Linked DNA regions of Pan troglodytes: all the other regions are linked to region 3. The links are chromatin contacts, called in public HiChIP or PLAC-seq maps. All regions are on one chromosome and are shown on one strand. The core of a region is the stretch at or near the end of the contact, and the rest is flanking DNA. Distances in the headings are between cores, read along the strand shown.

Region 1 (4,272 bases), core at 1,490-3,989, 140 kb before region 3:
GGTGACTCCCTTGGTTGATTATTGGCCTTTCTCAAGAATCATCTGTGAGGACTCTGCTCTCATTTCTTCTACCTACCGTGGTTAAGTGTAGATTATTGTCAAATTCTTTACCAAAACATTGCAAAACATCTCTGTGAAGGAACCTGATGAGAATATAATATTTTGGAATTTCTGCATGTAAAAACAAGATAAAGGATCCAGTTAAGGATGAGTGTTAAAACCATATAATACATGTCAATCAGTTTTTCTTTTTTTTAAATTATACTTTAAGTTCTGGGATACATGTGCAGAACGTGCAGGTTTGTTACATGGGTATACATGTGCCATGGTGGTTTGTTGCACTCATTAACCCATCAGCTACATTAGTTATTTCTTCTAATGCTTCCCCTCCCCTTACCCCCACTCCCCCACAGGTCCCAGTGTGTGATGTTCCCCTCCCTATGTCCATGTGTTCTCATTGTTCAACCCCCACTTAAGAGTGAGAACATGCGGTGTTTGCTTTTCTGTTCCTGTGTTAGTTTGCTGAGAATGATGGCTTCCAGCTTCATCCATGTCCCTGCAAAAGACATGAACTCACTCTTTTTTATGGCTGCATAATTCCATGGTGTATATGTGCCACATTTTCTTTATCCAGTCTATCATTGATGGGCATTTGGGTTGGTTCCAAGTCTTTGCTATTGTAAACAGTGCTGCAATAAACATACGTGTGCATGTGTCTTTATAGTAGAATGATTTATAGTCCTTCGGGTATATACCCAGTTAATGAGATTGCTGGGTCAAATGCTTTCGGTTTTTCTTATGAAGGTATCATGCAGTTAGCAATTCCTAAAAGACAAATATGTCTTCCTATTGAGATTCTCACCAGCACCAAGAGTTAAGGCCCAAACCACCTTCAAAATGCTAAGGATATAATGAAACAGCTTTTTTCCCCCCAACTCAGTATGTTTTTATTATTGTAAGTTAAATGTTATTTTGCCAAAATGATAAAATATCCCTAATAATAATTATTTTTTAATATGGAACACTTCACAAATTTGCAGGTCATTCTCGTGCAGGGAAATGTTAATCTTTTCTGTATCGTTCCAATTTTAGTTTATGTGCTGCTGAAGTGAGTACTACTACTAATAATTATTTATTTATGTATTTATTTGAGACGAAGTTTTGCTCTTATTGCCCAGGCTAAAGTGCAGTGGTGCAATCTCGGCTCACTGCAACCTCTGCCTTCTGGTTTCAAGCGATTCTCCTGCCTCAGTCTCCCAAGTAGCTGGGATTACAGGCACTCGCCACCACGCCCAGCTAATTTTTTTTTTGTATTTTAAGTAGAGACGGGGTTTCCCCTTTTTGGTCAGGCTGGTCTCGAACTGCTGACCTCGTGATCCACCCGCTTCAGCCTCCCAAAGTGCTGGGATTACAGGCATGAGCCACCGCACCCGGCCGTAATAATTATTATTTACCCCAATGTTAAGTTGTATTTTAAACGCTTTATTTCTATTTCTTATTTAGCCCTCACAGTATCTATGAATAACATAATCATTTTACAGAGCTAGACAAATAACTTACTCAAATAGGTAGTAGGACTGGGATCAACAGGTCAGGGAAATGCCAGAAACCGAAAAGCTAAGAAATTTTCTAAGACTGTTTGAAGCTATCCTGTAAACATTTCCTTTTTGAATGCTTCTTGTTAAAAGACTCAGTGAAAAGTAGTATTGTAAGTCTCATGGTAATTGCGAGTAGTAATTTCAAGAGTGATTTACAGAGAATAACAACAGTAATAAAAATGTTTACTTTTCCTTTCAAAGAAGTACAACTTCCTCTACACAGGGAAGGGCTGAACAGAGAAGAGGAAAAAGCAGGTGGGCAAAATGTTACACAACAGTGATTTTTAATTATGAGTCAACATGGCTTCTACGCCAGCATTAAACACAAGGCTAATCAGCTAGGAATCCAGGATAAAGAACCATGAGAGTAACTGGAAATTGTCTTTATTGCCGAAAGAAATGTTTACTTAAGGGAATTACTGGATCAGTAATCATTGATTCGAATTCTCAAAGCAACGGTGGCTAATTACTAGCGAGACACGGGCACTGTGAAAGAGAAAACTGTCGACCTGTAATTGACATTTGTCGTATGAATTCTAAGCTGTTTGATTTAAAATGCACTCATGCGCACCCGCGGCACTAGAAAACCAGGGAGTTAAAGTCAAAGCAAATACAGGATTTCAGTACAGCGCACAAGACGGGAACAAAAGAGGTGGTGGAAGGAAGACACCCACCTTTGGTTTCTCACATAAAGAGCTCAATACTCAAAACAGTGAATCAACGGTTGAAGTTGCAGTGTGTGAAAGGCAAATGGTACAGTTTAATACCCGGGGGCAGGGAGGTGCTTTTTTAAAATTAGCTTTCGCCTCTTCTTCAACCCAGATCTTTGTGCCTTCGTGCTACCGATAAAGTTGGCGGTTACACGACAAAACGCCGCCAGGTATTTCGCCAGGTCTTCACCTTTCAAGCACTAGACACCTGACCGCCTTAGAGGGCCCAGCGGGGGCGGGTAAGGAAGAGGCCCAGGGCCCGAGGGTCGGGAGGGAGTCAGCCCAGCCGGAGGGAAGCGGAAGGTGGGGAGTGGGAAGAGGAGGACGCTGCCCCCTAGGGGAGCCGAGTCACAGGCTGGGGGCCGGGGCGGGAGGGGCTGGAGGAGGCGGCCGGTAGCGAGGCCGCGCCGTCGGGCGGGGCGGTCCCTCCAGCTGGCTTGGACCCTGGCGGGGCGGGCTGTGGGCCGAGCGGCGGAGCCCAGGCGCCAGCCCGTGGCCGAGAAGAAAGGTGGCGGTGGCGGCGCAGCGGACGGGACGGGGCGGCGGCTCCTCGCCCTGACCCTCTGCTCCCCCGCCCAGGCCCGGGCGCGAATCGGAGGCTGCGGCGAAGGAAGGAGTGAGCATGGCTGAGACCCCGCCGCCGCCCACCGCTGGTGCCGAAAGTTGCAGCGAGGAGCCGGCGAGGGGCGGGGAGTGGCGGCCGGAGGAGCCGCGCCGCGCTCCCGCCGGGGGCACGGACCGAGAGGGCGAGGCGGGGCCGCCGCCGGCCTCCCCCGCCGGGCAGTCGGAGCCCGACTCGCCGGTGGCCGCCCCCTTCTTCCTGCTGTACCCCGGCGATGGAGGCGCCGGCTTCGGAGTGCGCCCGCCGCCGCAGCAGCAGCGCTCCTGGAGGACCCCGCCGTCCCCCGGCTCCCCGCTGCCCTTCCTGCTGCTGAGCTACCCGAGCGGCGGCGGCAGCGGCAGCGGCAAGCACCGTGAGTGGCGGAGGGGCATGGGGACGCCCGCGGGGAAAGGGGCATTCGGCTGGGGAGGGCCGGCCCTGCCCCCGCGGAGCTCCGCCTCCCGCGGGGTGACCCGAGCCGGGCGGCCGGGAGGCGGGGGCTCTAGGGGCTGCCCTCGGGAAGCTGTTGTCCCGAGGCGCCCGGTGAGGAGGCAGCGGGACGACCTCGGTTCGGGCGCCGGAGTCTACCTCCGCGTCTCCCCAGGCCGCGACTCCTGCCTGGCCTGGTCTCTCTCCCGTCTTGGGCTGGGCGCTGGTCTTCGCCGGCCTCCCACGTGCTTGGGCGGGGGCAAGAAGCGGCCCGCCTGCCCCCCTCCACCCGGGGCGCCCTGGCCCTGTCCCGGGTCCTGGGCTGGGAACCTTCCCCGAAGGAGTCTAAGAGGGGGCGGCGCCCGGAGACCCCGTGGCCCCTCTGACCCGCCTTTTTCGGGCTCCCGGCGCCGCGGCAGCTGAGTAGGTGTGGCCGCTGCGCCGCCGCCGCCAGTGCGGCCTTAGTAATACTAGTAACTAATTTTTTACGAGCGTTCCTTCCATGCCGGTAAATATGACAGATCCGTCCCCCGGAGTGGAAAGAGAAATCGGAGCGGTGCATGAGAAGACAAGAAGGGAATGTGTGGCTTTGGAAGGGTACCTCCCAGGGTTATATCGGTTGTCGGGAAGAGGCCTCCACTTTTAAAGCCACTGGCACACGCGAGCGCTCTGAATGCAGCTGACCCACACTCCGTGCTGTATTTTTTATTAGTGAACTGTTTACTGTACTGGCAAATGAGTAGGGCCCTAGAGTCGTCAATGAATATAAGGACTCTTAGAGGAATGTTAAATCTGATTTTCAAATACAAGCTCTTAAAGTATGAAAATGTGGCTGACGATACAAGGCATGCTGTAAGTGCCAAATACTTTGCTGTATGAGTTCTGAAAAGGGAGACAGAAACTTGCCTGAAGCGATGAGGGAAGGACCTTTCCC
Region 2 (4,019 bases), core at 411-2,910, 150 kb after region 3:
CTTACCATTTCATGAGTTTTCCCCCAAGCTTGGCTGTGAAATGTGATACCTATTAGCTTCCCCAGCACCTTTCTCCCAACTTCCTTGCTATACCTGATGACAACTATTCAGGCCTCTTATATTCCTAGGATCTTGCTATTAATCACTATGGGGATAAGTAAAAGTAATATATACAAAATAATTGCATAACAGAATAATATAGGGCAGTTACATAGAATGATTCTTGCTGTTTAATCCTGGAAAATGTGATCCCCGAGGATTCACATTTTAATTTCTGCTCTTTATTTCTGAGGATGGAGTCACCATTTTCCCCTTCTGGCTACACATTTAGATGCATTTCAGGTCTGATGATAGTTGCAATGTAAAAAAGAATAGCAAGGCCTTTGGTTTCTGTAGACAATTTGGACCAGATAACTTCCAGACTGGGTAATATCCGGTTTATTAGTGTTACTGGATGGGAAGTCTTGACTGAGTTGTCTGGGTTTTTGGCGTGTTGAACAAAGAATTGAACAAAACGTAGAAACAAAGCAACAAAAGAAGCAACGAAAGACAAAACGACAAAAGAACGAAGTAACAAAAGCACAAATTTATTGAAGCGAAGCAAGTGCTTCAAGAGTCCCAATTGCAGTGTTCTTAAGGGTTACTAGGCTAAAAGAATTTGGTAAATCCCTAGGTGCCCTTTACAGTCGTCCAATTGGTTGCACCCTATGAAGGATTGGCCTGCGACCAATCAGAGGCTGAAATGGTGATGGCCGAGGACAATCAGAGGCGATGTGGAAACTTCTGTCTTGTAATCACAGGAGTGAAGGTGTGGCCTGTATGCTGCCTAGTCTTGCCTAGAAATTGCTGCACCTGCTGTTCTTTTGCTTATGCCTTAACCCTTGGTTACCCTAATTCCCTATTCTCTTGCCTCATTAGGTCTTTACCCTGACTAAAAATGCACTCATCTAGCTGGGACAAATCCTACACTGCATTTGTCCCATCTAGATGAGTATTCTAGCAGAGTACATGGCACATGAGTAGACATTCAAAAATTCAACATACAGTACATTTTGTTACCTATGTGCCAGGTGTCGGGCAGGCTGAGTTAACAGCTGAACAGAAACCTACCTACCCAACGTGCTAACTTCTATACAGCATGGTCGTGCATCCAAATCAAATGGACAGCGGTATGGGAGATCTGGAAAGGCCTCCTGTGGGTGGCATCTGACTACCTAAATTCCCATCCCAGTTTCACTTACTGACTTTGACACTTGGAACAAGCAGCCTCTCAGTGCCTGTTTTCCCACTGGCAGGTAAATGGGCTAATGACGGTATTTCTGGCACTAGACTTCGTTAATTAATGAAAAGCACATAGAAGAAAACAGCCTGGCTCTCTAAGTGGGCAGTGCGATTCCCAAGGACGGCACTTCGCCTGATAGTCTTCCTCTAGGCTGAGAAGCCACAGTAAATCCATTTGATTTTCCTACCACACAGTGCCTTCTCCCCAGATGAGTTCAAAGCTTTAAGTCTATCCAGTTCTGTCCAGACGCGTCTGTTCATCTCCAACAGGCCCACTAGAGAGGCGGGTTTTCCAAAGCCTGGCACGGCCCACTGCAGGTGACGCCCTCTGCCCTCCAGCGCCCTCAGGCCTCTGGGGTCCACCCTTCCTCCCCACCCGACTCCGGAACCTCTTCCCGCGCCCCGCCCGGGCGCCTGGCTGCTGGGGGCAGAGGCCTTCCGCCACACGCGCGGCCCCGCCCCGGCCTCCACGTGACCTGGCGTGCGGAGCGCGCACGCGGGAACCCGCGCTGGAGGCGGGCGAGGGCCGAGGGGCAGCTAGGGAGCGCGGCTTGAGGAGGGCGGGGCCGTTCCGCAGGCCCGCCAGTGTCCTCAGCTGCCTCCGCGCGCCAAAGTCAAACCCCGACACCCGCCGGCGGGCCGGTGAGCTCACTAGCTGACCCGGCAGGTCAGGATCTGGCTTAGCGGCGCCGCGAGCTCCAGTGCGCGCACCTGTGGCCGCCTCCCAGCCCTCTCTGCCGGACGAGCTCTGGGCCGCCACAAGACTAAGGAATGGCCACCCCGCCCAAGAGAAGCTGCCCGTCTCTCTCAGCCAGCTCTGAGGGGACCCGCATCAAGAAAATCTCCATCGAAGGGAACATCGGTAAGGAGCCTCCGGAAATGTGGGACGCAAGGCTGGGGTGTCGCGGCAGTGGCTGAAGCTTCCCTTCGCCGCATCTCTCGCAGCTCCTCGGTGAGGGCTTTCCCTCCAGCCTGGCGGTGTGGACGCGGCCTCGGCTTCCTTTCCCACCCAGAGCATCCTTCCCTTACCTCCCGCTCCACGGGGTGACTGCGGTCCCCGGGGTCAGACTGGGCGCCAGGCCTGCGGTCTCTGTGAGGCGCGCTTTGAGCCTCTGCTCCCTCTTTGTTGGGAACTCGCAAAGGGAAGCGGGGGAAGGGTATTAGATTTCTTGAGGTGTAACTTACATTAAATTCACCCTTTTTAGGTGTACTCTTCTATGAGGTTTGACAAACATTATGCCTTTTGCTATCACCATGATCGAGATACAGAACATTTTCATCACCTCAGAAAGTTCCTACCTGCTCCTTTGTATTCAGCCCCCTCCACCCTTCCTATTCCCTGGGCACCCACTGATTTGATTTCTATCCCTGCAAGTGTTGCCTTTTCCAGAATGCCATATAAATGGAATCATAGGCTATATCGCCTTTTGTGTCTGGCGTCTTTCATTTAGCATAATGCTTTTGAAATTCATTCATGTTACTTGTGTCTGTGGTTTGTTTCTTTTTATTGCTGAGTAGTATTCCATTGCATGGATGTACCATCGTTTATCCATTTTCTAGTTGTGGACCTCAGGGTTGTTTACAGTTTTTTAGCTATATTATTAGCGAAGCATTGTTTTAGCTATATTATTAACGAAACTCGAAACATTCGAGTACAAGCAAAGAGGTCTTTAATGATCTTAATAGCATGGAGTTCCTCACCCCTTACTCCACATCCAAGTAAACATTGGATTATGATTCAAAGATCACTAACGTTTCTGTTAACTCAGATGGGGGGCAGACTAGGCCATGCCTGTCACTTTGCAAGATACACACCAACGTCCGATTCTTCTGTATCTCCAACCGCAGGAAACCTACCCCTGAAACTTCCTGTTTTGATAGATTTTTAAAAAAATTTTTTTAGCTCCAGGTTGGGTGCTGGTCATTCATGCATACAGCAAATTTTTAAAAATTCTTACCACATTCAAAGCACTGTACCTTCTTGAAAAAGGCCAGGCAAGCAGATGCTTTAAGCATTCAAATGAATAGAAAAAAATGCATTCTCAAAGAGGACTTCTTATTTCATTGCTCCAGAATTAAAGCACCAGTAGAAAGACCATATAATATAATTAGCAATGTAAGTTATTTGAGGGTGCATGTTTACTAGTATGGAATCTCTGACAGCTGCTTCCTGAATAAAGAAGACCATATATAAAGACAGGAGAAAATGGCTGAACAAAGCCATCTGAAAAGTAAATTTGAGGCAGGGCATGGAGGCTCATACTTGTAATCCCAGGATTTGGGGAGGCTTAGGCAAGAGGATCACTTGAGTCCAGGAGTTCCAGATCAGCCTGGGCAACATAGTGAGAAGTCATCTCCACAAAAAAATTAAAAAATTAGTTGCATGTGTTGGTGTGCCTCCAGCTACTCAGGAGGCTGAGGCAGGAGGATTGCTTGAGCCCAAAGGTCAAGGCCACAGTGAGCCATGATCACCCTACTGCACTCTAGCCTGGGTGACAGAGCAAGACTCTGTTAAAAACACAGAAACAAAACAGTAAAGTTGAATGAATAACCCCTCGGATCAATACCACAATACATTCATCCCCTTTCCCTCTCTCCAATCCAGTTAGGTAGCATCATATTTAGAAATATTTCCTCAAAGCATCTTTAATCTTTTCAGCAGCTGAAATAATTTCCTAATATATCATCCCATCTCCAGTTTCTCTTAACTACTTCTGCAGCGGTCTTTTTGTATGCAA
Region 3 (4,451 bases), core at 1,359-3,858:
AGGCAGGAGAATCGCCTGAACCCGGGAGGTAGAGGTTTCAGTGAGCTGAGATCTCGGCATTTCACTCCAGCATGGGCAACAGAGCAAGACTCCGTCTCAAAAAAAAAAAAAAAAAAAAAAAAAAAAAGACTTGCACTCTACCGGACTAAGGACAGAGATATCTTTCTACTATCTGTCATTTTCTTTTCTTTTCTTTTTTCTTGAGACGGAGTTTCGCTCTTGTCGCCCAGACTAGAGTACAATGGCGCAATCTCGGCTCACTGCAACCTCCCCGGGTTCAAACGATTCTCCTGCCTCAGCCTCCCGGGTAGCTGGGATTACAGGCGCCCGCCACCCCGCCCGGCTAATTTTTTTGCATTTTTTTAGTAGACACGGAGTTTCACCACGTTGGTCAGCCTGCTATCGAACTCCTGACCTCAGGTGATCCACCCGCCGCAGCCTCCCAAAGTGCCGCGCCCAGCCCTATCTATAATTTTCATTAAGGCTTAATGTTAGGCCGGGCGCGGTGGCTCACGCCTGTAATCCCAGCACTTTGGGAGGCAGAGGCGGGCGGATCACGAGGTCAGGAGATCGAGACCACGGTGAAACCCCGTCTCTACTAAAAATACAAAAAAATAGCTGGGCGCAGTGGCGGGCGCCTGTAGTCCCAGCTACTCGGGAGGCTGAGGCAGGAGAATGGCGTGAACCCGGAAGGCGGAGCTTGCAGTGAGCCGAGATCATTCCACTGCACTTCAGCCTGGGCGACAGAGCGAGACTCGGTCTCCAAAAAAAAAAAAAAAAAAAAGGCTTAATGTTTAGTTTTAAGGAATAAATGTAAGCAGTGTCTAACACATAGTAGATGCTCTACAGATATCACTGCAGTCAATTTCATAGAAAAAAAAAGAGAGAAGCTAGCTCACAAAAGTTTATTGGAGATGGTTTTGTTGTGGTTTTTGTAGACAACTTTCCCCATTTTTCCATAATTCCATAAGCATCACAAGCTTTTACAGAAAAAGGCAGCGTAAAGTATTGGGCCAGGATTCAAATCAATTAGCTCAGCCACTGGCAGACAGCAGCCATGCTGATTAGCCTCCCAGTCTCCCTAAGTTAAAGGAGAAGCACAAATTGAATTAAGATAAATATGACCTAAGGAATCAGGGGCTGGGTAGTTAAAAAGTGTGCAGACAGTTCCCAGATGCCACGTACCAAGAAGAGAAAGGTTCATCTACAAGGCACAAAATATTTGCAATCTAAGTACACACCGACTTTTCTTAAAAAATTAAGAAAAAATGGAAAGGAAAACATTGTAAATTCATTCCTGGGACCCCAAGTTGTGTCCTCAACCCTCAACGCTCCCTCCCATTCACCCCCTCCCCCCAACAGCTAAATCTCCAAACTGCTTTCCCAGACGAAGCGACACACAGTCCTAAAAGACCTTCTGTATGAGTGGAGTTGCAGAGGTGACCTTCAGTAAACCGGGACAGCTCGTCTTTCCCTGGGGACAGGAGAGGGAACGGCGCGATGGGGACAGGCTCCTTCCCTACAAGCCAGCCCACGCAACTGTGTGCGCGCACCTTCCCAGCAGCGGCCGACCGAGAGGCGCCGAGGGCCGCCCAGGCCTAGCGCTCGGGCTGCACGGAAACTCCCAACCCTCCGGCGGGCTCGGGCCTCGCAACTTCACAACCAGCCGGCGGAAAGCAAGAAGATGCGAGGTGGGGGCGTCAGCAGCCTCACGAAACCTACCATGGGCCAGGCGGGGAACAAGGCCTCAACATTCACCCCAGCCACACTTACACTGCCCAACCGACCAGAGACTCGAGGCGAGAACAAAACAAGCAGAAAACCCGACGCCTGGGAGAGCTTCCCTTGTTCCAGGGCCCAATAGGAGCACAGGGTGGACGGGGGCGGGTGTGCGGCGAGTGTCGCGGATCCCCGGGCGTGCCCGCGAGGCGCACACGGAGGGACGGAGGGGCGCGGGGGCGCGTGCACGCGGCCTGGGAGGGATCTCGCGCCAGGTCCCTCGCGGCGCCCACGTACCTGGCTGTAGCTGCGCGTCGGGACCGCGGCCGCCGCCGCCGCCAGCGACTGCGGCAGCAGAGAGGCACGGAGGGCAGGGTAGGACGCGGCGGCCGCGGCCGCGGCAGAGGTGGCCACAGGGGGAGGCCCCGCCAGCCTCCCGGGAGGCACAGGCCCGGTCTGGAGGCCACGCGTCTGGGAGGCAGCGGCCGCGGCGGCCCCGAGCAGCAGCAGCAGGCGGCGGCGGCCGGAGACGCCCGACGGGATAGAGCCAGCGGCAGAGTACAAGGGCAGGCAGGCGGCGCCGGTGCGCCGGCAGCTGCTGCAGTTACAGCCGCAGCCCCGGAGCAGCGCCCCGAGTACCCAGCGCGTGCCGGCCATGGACTCCGGAGGCGGCGCGGGGCCTGAAGGAAGCTGCTCCCGCAGCGATAGTGGAACGGAAGTGGAATCCAGGGCCGGTTGGGGGTGGGGTGTGCCTGGCACATGCGCCGCGGGCACTGGGTGGGGGGGCCTCCGAGAGTCGGAAGGAGGTGGAGGAGAGTGCGACGCTCCGCCCTTGGGCGGGGCTGCCCGTGGTTTGGGCGGGGCTGCCCGTGGTTTGGGCGGGGCCCGGGGAAGTGGGTGCAATCGAACTGCTCTTTTTTTTTTTTTTTTTTTTTTTTTTTTTTTTTTTTTTTTTTTTGAGACGGAGTCTCGCTCTGTCGCCCAGGCTGGAGTGCAGTGGCGCGATCTCGGCTCACTGCAAGCTCCGCCTCCCGGGTTCACGCCATTCTCCTGCCTCAGCCTCCCGAGTAGCTGGGACTACAGGCGCCCGCTACCACGCCCGGCTAATTTTTTGTATTTTTAGTAGAGACGGGGTTTCGCCGTATTAGCCAGGATGGTCTCGATCTCCTGACCTCGTGATCCGCCCGCCTCGGCCTCCCAAAGTGCTGGGATTACAGGCGTGAGCCACCGCGCCCGGCCGAACTGCTCTTTTTTCAGGCGGTGGACACTGAGGCCCAAAGTAAGTGAGGCTAGGGGCCTGGCGCAGTGACTCATTCTTAGTGACTCATTCTTGTAATCCTAGCACTTTGGCAGGCAGAGGCGGGCGGACTGCCTGAGGTCAGGAGTTCGAGACCAACCTAGGCAACACGGTGAAATCCCGTCTCTACTAAAATACAAAAAATTAGGTCGGACGCGGTGGCTCCTGCCTGTAATCCCAGCACTTTAGTAGGCCGAGGTAGGGCGGATCACCTGAGGTCAGCAGTTCAAGACCAGCCTGGCCAACATGGTGAAACTGTGTCTCTACTAAAAACACAAAAATTAGCCGGGTGTGGTGACGGGTGCCCGTAATCCCAGCTACTCAGGAGGCTGAGGCAGGAGAATCGCTTGAACCCAGGAGGCGGAGGTTGCAGTGAGCCAAGATCGTGCCACCGCACTCCAGCCTGGGCGACAGAGTGAGACGCCATCTCCAAACAAACAAACAAAAAAATTAGGTTAGGGCCATCCTGCTCTGGGTAGGGCCGAGAGCTGTAGCACAGGTCTGTGCTGCCCGGCGCTGTGCCACCGAAACCCGTGGTGTGAGTGGCTAAAGAACCCTTTCTGAAAGGAATTGTGATACCCTGGTTATAAAAAAATCGTTGGGATAATATCAGAGATTTGGTACCCCCCGAATTTGAGGTATGTGAGGAAGGAGAACTTCGTTGTTTTAAAATGAAATATAGGCCCGGCGTGGTGGCTCATGCCTATAATCCCAGCGCTTTGGGAGGCTGAAGTGAGAGGATCACTGGAGCCCAAGAGTTCCAGACCAGCCTGGGCAACATAGGGAGACCCCGTCTATACAAAAAATAAAAAAAGCCGGGCGTGATGGCGTGGGCCTGTAGTCCCAGCTACTTGGGAGGCCGATTGCTTCAGCCCAGAAGGTAGAGGCTGTGGTAAGCTATGATTGCCACCACTGAACTCCAGCCTGGGTGACAGAGTGAAACCCTGTCTCTAAAAAAATAAAAGAAAACATATATATTTATTATGTACTGATAATACATAACAAATGTGAACCCTCCCCTAATGAAACTGTATTCACAAGTGAACACACAGAGATTTGCACACACATACACGAAGACTGGTTGTGCAGCTTTCCTCCTCCTGAGCCAGGACTTGTCAAAGACAAGCAAAAGGAAGTTGTTAGAGTAAAAAATAAGAGAGAGCTAATATTTTTAAAAACTCCTTACTGTGGAAAATGTCAAACAGAAGAGCAGAATGAATTTCCAGAACTTCATAAATTGTCAACACTTTTCAATCTTGTGTCATCTATCCCCTACCACCATCTTCCAAACCTTATTTTCTTTGCTAGAATATTTTAAAGCAATGGGTATTACATTTAAAGTTTGACTTGTTTAACCTGGACTACTTTTAGGTAAGGAAAATTCAGTATTTCTTAGAAAACCCTTTCCCCAACCAAAAAACAAAGAACAAGAAAA

What was found. HiChIP or PLAC-seq counts read pairs in DNA pulled down with a chosen protein or histone mark.
Region 1: an H3K4me3 HiChIP or PLAC-seq map of stem cell-derived excitatory neurons shows a contact between it and region 3, with 4 times the contacts expected there. The contact joins the promoter of RUFY3 here to the promoter of GRSF1 in region 3. A contact is called at or near these places in 1 of 7 Hi-C or Micro-C datasets (stem cell-derived neural progenitor cells) and 1 of 1 datasets of contacts at active chromatin or transcription factors (stem cell-derived excitatory neurons).
Region 2: an H3K4me3 HiChIP or PLAC-seq map of stem cell-derived excitatory neurons shows a contact between it and region 3, with 2.9 times the contacts expected there. The contact joins the promoter of DCK here to the promoter of GRSF1 in region 3. A contact is called at or near these places in 1 of 7 Hi-C or Micro-C datasets (stem cell-derived neural progenitor cells) and 1 of 1 datasets of contacts at active chromatin or transcription factors (stem cell-derived excitatory neurons).

Annotation. Positions count from the first base shown.
Region 1 is chr3:59,444,535-59,448,806 of NHGRI_mPanTro3-v2.0_pri, reverse strand. RUFY3 (RUN and FYVE domain containing 3) reads left to right here and starts at 2,739. Exons shown (of 16, transcript XM_009447769.5): 1 at 2,739-3,282. The coding sequence starts at 2,931. LOC112209052 (U6 spliceosomal RNA) reads right to left here and starts at 1,116; the gene lies at 1,011-1,116.
Region 2 is chr3:59,154,873-59,158,891 of NHGRI_mPanTro3-v2.0_pri, reverse strand. DCK (deoxycytidine kinase) reads left to right here and starts at 1,660. Exons shown (of 7, transcript XM_517245.8): 1 at 1,660-2,143. The coding sequence starts at 2,053.
Region 3 is chr3:59,308,549-59,312,999 of NHGRI_mPanTro3-v2.0_pri, reverse strand. GRSF1 (G-rich RNA sequence binding factor 1) reads right to left here and starts at 2,608. Exons shown (of 10, transcript XM_016951610.4): 1 at 2,017-2,608. The coding sequence starts at 2,376.